3 separate regions of the Capra hircus genome follow, and regions 2 and 3 are each linked to region 1. A link is a contact called in public Hi-C data. All regions are on one chromosome and are shown on one strand. Each heading gives the region's core, a stretch centred on a gene start, on an enhancer-like site or on the middle of the called end of the contact. The rest is flanking DNA. Distances are from core to core; before and after follow the strand shown. Region 1 holds the start of ART4 (ecto-ADP-ribosyltransferase 4). Region 2 overlaps GUCY2C (heat-stable enterotoxin receptor). Region 3 has its middle 17 kb from the start of PDE6H.

Evidence for each region. A called contact is a pair of places that touch in the nucleus more often than the background predicts.
Region 2: a contact with region 1 is called in a Hi-C map of blood, with 6 times the contacts expected there. The contact joins the enhancer-like site here to the promoter of ART4 in region 1. A contact is called at or near these places in 2 of 5 Hi-C or Micro-C datasets (both in blood).
Region 3: a Hi-C map of blood shows a contact between it and region 1, with 3 times the contacts expected there. The contact joins the enhancer-like site here to the promoter of ART4 in region 1. A contact is called at or near these places in 2 of 5 Hi-C or Micro-C datasets (both in blood).

What each region holds. Positions count from the first base shown.
Region 1 is chr5:93,665,089-93,667,788 of ARS1.2, reverse strand. ART4 (ecto-ADP-ribosyltransferase 4) reads right to left here and starts at 1,278. Exons shown (of 3, transcript XM_018048442.1): 1 at 689-1,278. The coding sequence starts at 859.
Region 2 is chr5:93,821,602-93,824,301 of ARS1.2, reverse strand. The region is part of intron 21 of GUCY2C (heat-stable enterotoxin receptor); the gene reads right to left. Among named protein-coding and RNA genes, the nearest start is that of GUCY2C, 56 kb to the right of the region's middle. Within about 2 kb of position 1,346, at least 1 of the 5 cell types and tissues checked has an H3K27ac peak or open chromatin away from gene starts, as enhancers often do.
Region 3 is chr5:93,513,401-93,516,100 of ARS1.2, reverse strand. No RefSeq gene overlaps it. Among named protein-coding and RNA genes, the nearest start is that of PDE6H, 17 kb to the left of the region's middle. Within about 2 kb of position 1,335, at least 2 of the 5 cell types and tissues checked have an H3K27ac peak or open chromatin away from gene starts, as enhancers often do.

The DNA of each region.
Region 1 (2,700 bases), core at 29-2,528:
CCGATTCTGTGAGACCCCATAGATGGCAGCCCACTAGGCTCCCCCATCCCTGGGATTCTCCAGGCAAGAATACTGGAATGGGTTGCCATTTCCTTCTCCAATGTAAGAAAGTGAAAAGTGAAAGTGAAGTTGCTCAGTAGTGCCGAACTCTTAGCGACCCCATGGACTGCCACCTACCAGGCTCTTTCGTCCATGGGATTTTCCAGGCAAGAGTACTGGAGTGGGTTGCCGTTGCCTTCTCTGCCACATTTCTACTGCACAGGTTCAAACCCTGGTCAGGGAACTAAGATCTCGCATGCTACCTGGCACAGCCAAAAAAAAAAACAAAAAAACACCAAAAAATCTAAAACAAAAAGTAATGCTATGTCTCTAGCTTGCATGTGTGTACGCTAAGTTGCTTTACATGTCCAACTCTTTGTGAACCTATGGACTGTAGCCCACCAGGCTCCTCTGTCCATGGGATTCTCCAGCAAGAATACTGGAGTGGGTTGCCATTCCCTTCTCCAGGGTATCTTCCTGACCCAGGGATCGAACCTGGGTCTCCTGCATTGCAGGCAGATTCTTTATGGTCTGAGTCACTAGGAAGCCCCTATCCCAAGAAACTAAAGGTCATTTAAAGATTATCACCAGAAGGATGCTCCAACAGAGCCCTGATTATAAAGAGATCACCTCCTCCACCATAACTCACCGTGGGTCTCTGCAGACCAGAGCACAGCAGCAGGAGAAGAAGCTGCCCCCTCAGGAGCCAGATTCTTACCGCAAAGGCTGCAGTATTTGCTAGAAGAATCCTTCTGCAACGATTGGTCAAGGGACAGTATTTGTTTGTGTGCAGAGCGCTTTTTTGCCCTCGCAGCTCCATCCTGAAATCAGCTTTCAAGATGCCCCTTTGAGGTTTTTCTCCTGGAGTAAGTCTCAGCAAGAACTCTCCTCTCCCACGTGTATCTCGAGACTTCTGTTGAACCAACTAGCAGTTTTTCTGAGGGAAGAATTCAACTCGCTCGTAAAGCTGGAACCGCTGTTGAACAGCCAGACATGTGCACCAAATAAGGGATTCTAAAGTGAACTCAAGTTAGTTCCCAATTAAAAAAAAAAAAAATCCTGGTCTTGTTTGTATGTGGGGAAATTCCAAAGGCTTATTAGGGGTCAAGCTCACCAGCTCAACCTTTAACTTCCTTAGCAAAGCAGGACAAGGCATGACCTATATGATGTTTGGGGTCAAACAGTATTATCTTGAGCTGCAGCCTCCCATTGTGAGTGATATGACTGGCCGGTGCAGGTTCCTGGAAACATGCCATTACAAGGTGGGCCTGTGTTGGGTTCATCTGGCACTGCTGATAGACCCCACCCAGAAGGGGCTGCCACAAAGCAGAACAGTAGGGATACTGTCAAGACAAAGCCTCTCTTTGACTCACAGACTTAAGAGAACAAACACAGTTGCCAGGAGTGGGAGATCGGGGGAGTTAGGGGGTTTGGGATGGGCATGTCCACATAGCTACATTTAAAATGGATAACCAACAAGAACCTACTGTAAAGCATAGGGAACTCTGCTCAATGTTAATGGCAGCCTGCATGGGAGGGGAATTTGGGGGAGAATGGATACGTGAATGTGTATGATTGAGTCCCTTTGCTGTTCACCTGAAACTGTCACAGCATTGTTAAGTGGCTATACTCCAATACAAAATATAAAGTTTAAAAAAACACAGTATCTGAAAAGTGCAAAAAAAAAAAAAAAAAAAAAGAGGCTTCTCTCTGCTGCTTTTCCACCGCACGCTTGAAATCGGCCACTCTAGAAATTATACCTGTTGGGGTCATAGATTGTCTATGTTTTTCTCTTCTAAAGGCATCAGATCCTCAATCCATGCTATTTCAGTCTGTAGTGAATCCAAATGACTTCTCTCAGAAAAGGAGCTGACAGTGTTCAATGACGTGGACCAAGAAGAGGTTGCAGGGTGCTAAGTTCATTCAGCACAAGTGCCCTATGAAACTATCTCTTTTAGTCATTTCCTTTTCTAGTCTGAACACCCTTCCTCTGTTCTCAGTCCTTGGGGTAATTGTTTTTCTTATGAATCTTTCCCAAACACACACTTTCTGATTCATATTTAACTGTGAAGGGAAATGAAATCTTGTTCTTGAAAATTCTTATTTTTTTCAAAAACTTAAAAATATTTTAAAGTTGAAACTTCTGATACTATCACAGCAGTTATGCCTCATCACCAAAGTTCAGAGTATCTAGAAAAGGATGTCAGGTTGGTTTATTTCTCTCTCAGTTCTTGTCTCAACACATCAAAAGTTTGGAACAGCAGACTAAACAGTTTGAAACAACAGACAAGTTATAGCTCAGTTACAACCCAAGCAGACAAATCTTTTATTAAACAGACATTCCCAAGACATAGGAAAAGGTTAACCCCAAAGGCACCATGGTAATAATCCCTCTTGGCTTCCCCCTTCTTATACATCTTGTCTTCTCCCTTTGGTTGTGCCCTGTGCAAAATATGGCTTGTACCCACCACCAGTCAAGAAAGGGGATGCAAATGGGCATATGCTCAAGGCTAATTGACAACTGCAAGTTATATAATAACAGGATCCTGTATGTTTTCCCATAGTTCAGTCTGTTATAATCAGATGTACATGTATGTAGAATATTTATGAACCCTTAATGGGCTCCTAGCTCCCTAAAGTTACTTGAGGAAACAGCTAAAC
Region 2 (2,700 bases), core at 97-2,596, 160 kb before region 1:
GGAAGAAAGAAGAGGGCGAACTGAAGTAACTCAGAAAAAGACAAATGCCATATGGTATCACTTATATGTGAAGTCTAACATACGGCACAAATGAACCTCTCTATGGAAGAGAGACTCACAGGCTTAGAGAACACAGCTGTGGTTGTCAGAGGAGCAGGGAGACGGGAGGGCTGGGAGTGTGGGGTTGGTAGATGCAAACCACTACCTTTAAAATAGATAAAAACAAGGTCTTACTATAGATAGCACAGGGAACTATAGCCAATCCCCTTGGGATAAACTATAATGGAAAAGACTATGAAAAAGAAGGTATAAATGAGTCACTTTGCTGTACAGCAGAGATTGGCACAAGACTGCAAATCAGCTGTACTTCAAATAGATAAATAAGAGGTGGATTAGCTCAGACGGTGGTATCCTATTCTGTTCCGTGATGTAAGCAACTAAAGCAGGGAATGGTTTTAAAACATCTCAACTCTCACAACGAGTATGAAATGGCCCAGTTCCCTGTGGTCATCACTGCCTGCACTACTTTGCCTCACCCTTCCTTTCGATCCTAGGCTAAGGAAAAACAGCAATATTGATTTGGACCACGTGGGAAGGGAGAGACAGAACGCCTTACTGACATTTGCTGGGTTTGTGCTGGGGAGGGGGATAAATAACTGGGCTTGGTGAGTGCCAGGCAACTCTAAAATGAGAGTGAAGCTGTATGACATTAGTTTTCAGCTGTGCCTGACCATGGGATTGTCTGGGGAGCATTCACAAAATTTCTTAGGACTTCAGGAGCGTCTGAATTAACTGGTTTGTGAAGGGACCTTGTTAGGGTTCTCAGATATAGCAAATACAAATACAGGACACCCAGTTAAACTTGAATTTCAGATTAAAAAATTAATAACTTCCTTAGCACAAATATGTCCCAGGTATGACATGGGCAGAGGACATTAATGTATGTACGTTTGTAAGTTTCCCAGCTGCAGTGAAGAGAAACGAGGCAGGGGGTGGGGGTGGGGGTGGGGGAGGCGGGGAGGGGAGGTGGGAGGATGGGAGGGATGGGAGGGTGTGTTGGGGGGGTGGGTACAGAGGGAGAGGACAGGAAGCCCATGGAGCCATCATCTCATTTGATTCCGCTTGTTTGCAGCTTTTGTGGGATCAAAAAGCATGCTGAAGACCATCTGCTTTAAATTAAGTTTGCTCTTCACTCTCAACACAAACAGGATCACAAATGGTACTAGTTACAGTCCCTGTCTGCATTCGTTTGCTTTAACGAAGAGTGCCTGGGGAGGGAGAGGACCACGGTATAGAACTGTAGTTGCCCGTATTCACCACTAGGTGGTACCCTTGCCCAGGAAAACGATCCGCTGGCTCACTGCCTTAGAGGAAGGGAGGGACAGAAGCGTCGACAAGTGAGCTGATGCAGCGTGCATGCGTGCCCAGTTGCTTCAGTCGTGTCCGACTCTGCAATCCCATGGACCGTAGCCCACCAGGCTCCTCGGTCAACAGCACATGCTCTTCAGGCCAAGTCTGGGAGTTTCAGACCTGTATTCTATTGGAGCCAGCTGCTGCTGGGGCTGCTAAGTCGCTTCAGTCGTGTCCGACTCTGTGCGACTACTAGAAGACAATTCCTCATTTCCTATTCCAGAACCACCCAGCCGCACAAGTCTATGGACAAGGAGGCGGCTTTGGTGAAAGCTGTTTTAAACAGGAGGATATACTCAGACTAGAAAGGAGGGTTTGAGAGGAGAGATGCTGATGTGCGAAGAGGAATTCCAGGATCCAGAAAAGCAACAGGAAGGGAAGGGATGAGGAGAAGGCAAAATAGGAGTGGATGTAGCTCAGAACACCTTGGGGTACAACCTGCCTTTCCTGTTGAAAAACAGAAAGAAATAAAAAAAGGCCCATTCATGCTCGGTAGAGTCTGACCATAAACCTCATCTAGCAGGTCACTTGCAAACTGAAGCAAAATGTTATCTTTATCCTGCAAGGAACAAAAGTTTAAAAAAATTTTCTTCAACAGCCATAAATATTTTTTTTTAACATTTACTTACCATATGCTGGATTATAACCGCTCAGATAAAATTCTAAAGAAAAAATTAGGATTTTTTTTTCTCCACAGTCCTTAAAGGCCTTTGTGAAGGATTATAAAACAATTAAGCAAATACAGAGCGCCTCCATTTTCTTCAGAGGACAGATAGAGTGAATGTACATTTCTTTATTGTTTCTAGATATTGGCATATTTATTTTATAATCAGGAGGCAGTTTTATAAGCCTAGTAACTGTATCACACTGACATCTGCTCTTCTAGCTCCTAAATACTGAGAACGTGATGTGTGCTGGAGGAGCTCTTTTGTGAGTTGGGAGGATGACAGGCTGATAATGGCTCCCAAGGATGTGTCCCAACCCCTGGAACCAGTGAATGCTACCTTACTTGGAAAAAGGGTCTTTGCAGGTGTGATTAAGGATCTTGCAATGGGAAGATAATTCTGAATTATCCTTTTTCAAAAAGGTTTTTTAAAAGCCCAATTTTATTTTATTTTTTAAAACTTTTTGGCTACATGGTATGTGGTTATCTTAGTTCCCTGAGAAGGGACTGAACCAGGCCTCCTGCATTGGAAATATGTAGTCTTAAACAATGAACCACCAGGGAAGTCCCTGGGCTGAAACTTCAGTACTTTGGCCACCCGATGTGAAGAGCCAGCTCATCAGAAA
Region 3 (2,700 bases), core at 86-2,585, 150 kb after region 1:
AAACCACCACCACCCACCACCCACCTGGTGAGAGGGAGGTGGTCTTCAGTAGTGAGATACGGCCAACCCACCCTGATCACATGGGCAGTCAGGAGGGGAGGGGTGAGGCTAATTAACACCCCAACGTTGTTCTCCTGTGCTCTACTCTTGCCCTGATGCCTCCCATTGGATAAATCTAACTCTGAAGCAAAGGAGCTTATCAATGTGATCAGTAGGGTCCACTTACAACACCAAAGATCAGGTGGAGAAGGGTGGAAAGTGAGTGTGAAGAGGCAAGTTGGAAATGTACTGCATAGCAGTAGTATGGAAGAACAGACACTTTGTCAGCCACTGATGTTTACTTATAAGTGGGAAACAGCATGGATACGTTTGAAACCTCCAAATGTGATTCTAAAGGTAAACCTTGGAAGTGGAGGAAGCACAGTGTCAAATATGAAGAACACAACAGATGAAAGAGAACACTGCAGAAATTCTCATCAAATTTTAGGATTTGGAGGATTTAAAAAAATCTTTTATGTTTTGTTGATAAATAAGAGCTGTGGAGAATCTCTTCTTAAAATGCACAAAATTTGAGCCCCACTCCAGGTTTTCTGAATAAGAATCTCTAAGGAAGCTATCTTAGAATCTGTATTTTTCAAGAGTCCCCAATAATTCTTTGTTAAAACACTTTATTTTAGTTGGTATTTTTCACCATGGAGGATCTTAATCCCCGATCAGTGATCAAACCCATGCCTCCTGCAGCAGGAGGGCAGTCTTAAGCACTGGACCACCAGGGAAGTCCCTCCCCAGTGGTTCTTATATTTGTACCAGTTTGCACCCTGATGTGGCCCCAGACTACATTTTAAACATTAGGAATTAGCTAATGCTGAACATGTTGCCACCCAGTGACTGATTTAAGTGGTTCTCTGTGTTAGTCACTCAGTCGTGTCTGACGCTTTGCGACCCCATGACTGTATGTAGTCTGCCAGGCTGCAGAGTCCATGGAATTCTCCAAGAATACTGGAGTGGGGAGCCATTCCCTTCTTCAGAGGATCTTCCCGATCCAGGGAATTAAACCTGTGTCTCCCACATTGCAGGCAGATTCTTTACTGTCTGAGCCACCAGCCGCTGCTGCTGCTGCTAAGTCGCTTCAGCAGTGTCCGACTCTGTGTGACCTCACAGACGGCAGCCCAGCAGGCTCCCCCGTCCCTGGGATTCTCCAGGCAAGAACACTGGAGCGGGTTGCCATTTCCTTCTGGGAAGCCCTTATTTGCCTCTAGTAACATACGTAATGTGAGAGAATAGGGCCTAATAGTGTGAGTTCTGACTCAGACTCTTGTGTTGACTAATAGAATAGACAATGCCTCCCTCCTCCACACCTAACCCAGTTAAGTGCTTCTCCAGCTGCAGAGAATGTCAGAGAGTTCAGAATCTAAGTGCTGGACAAATTCCAAGAAGCCAGAGCCAAACCGGCACCATTATTCCTAGGGCTGACCTCTTGCCGGGGCCTTGCGAGGCCACTCTCCGTCCTTAGCCTCTGTCACTCCCTGTCCTTGTCTGCCTCCTCTGACAGGAGTAGGTGGACCAGGGACATAAAGAGCTTTTTCTGGACAGGTGGCGGCAGTGAACCTCACTTATCCTCCATCTCTTTCGTGTTTGTCGGTATCCTTGGGAAGAAGTTGGGGGTGATGGGGCTGGTGAGGTAGGCACCAATCCCTATTCCAGAGTTCCGAGCATCACAGTTAGAGCAGAAAATAGCATATAAGGAGCAAAAATGCTCCTCTGGTATGCATGCCTGAGGCAAACAGACACAGTTGCTATCAGACAATTGCTATGGTGCTGTTGACCTTGACTCTGAAAAAAAATCAAGCAGCACTGTAAACTGAGGAAAGGAGAGCGTTTTCTCAACAACTAGAGATGTGAAGGGAAAAGATACACAGACAAGAATAATCAGTAAGCCCAATATTCAGTGCAAGAGGGAAAATGATCACACAAGACTGAACAACATCAAAACCAATATTATGAGAACTAAGCAAATATGACACTGAATTATTTAAAAGAGAGAAGCAGAGGAGGGCTTATGTTTTATAGATGGCTAGAAGGGAAGGGTTACACAGGCCACAGAAACAGCATGTTTGTGTAAACTCGCTTGTGCTTTTTGCAACTGGAAATGAGCTGCTTGATTTCTAACATCACCATGGCGGAGTCAGACTGCTGAAAACTGAAATTTACAAGTGTGAATCATGGGGAAGATTCTCCACATCGGTCACACCATCTCCTTGGGGCAAAACAGCCAGGAGGCCTGGGCTCTGCCTGGCGGTGCTGCGCAGAGCCTGCTAAGTGATCAGGAATTCACTTGTCTTCTTTGGGCTCAGTGTGTGAGAATTAAAGCAAGGATATTGCATTAAATAATTGACAAGTATAAAATGCTAAAAACCAAGTAATAAATCTAGGCATATTTCAAACATGAACAAACCGTTTCTCTTTATGGCCAGAAGTCCTAAGTCACTGAGCCTCTTTCCAGCTTTTTGCATTGAATGGTTAACAACTTTCACGTTCCTCCAGGGCCCCCTAAACTAAATCGCATGCAGTGCTGCCACCTGCTGTCATGAATGAGCACTTCATGAGCACTGTGAAGACCTTATTTAACAAGAGTCTGAATCCATGGGGCTGATTCTGAATTTGTCCCTTTCTATTGACCAGTTTGAACTGTTAGGCTTC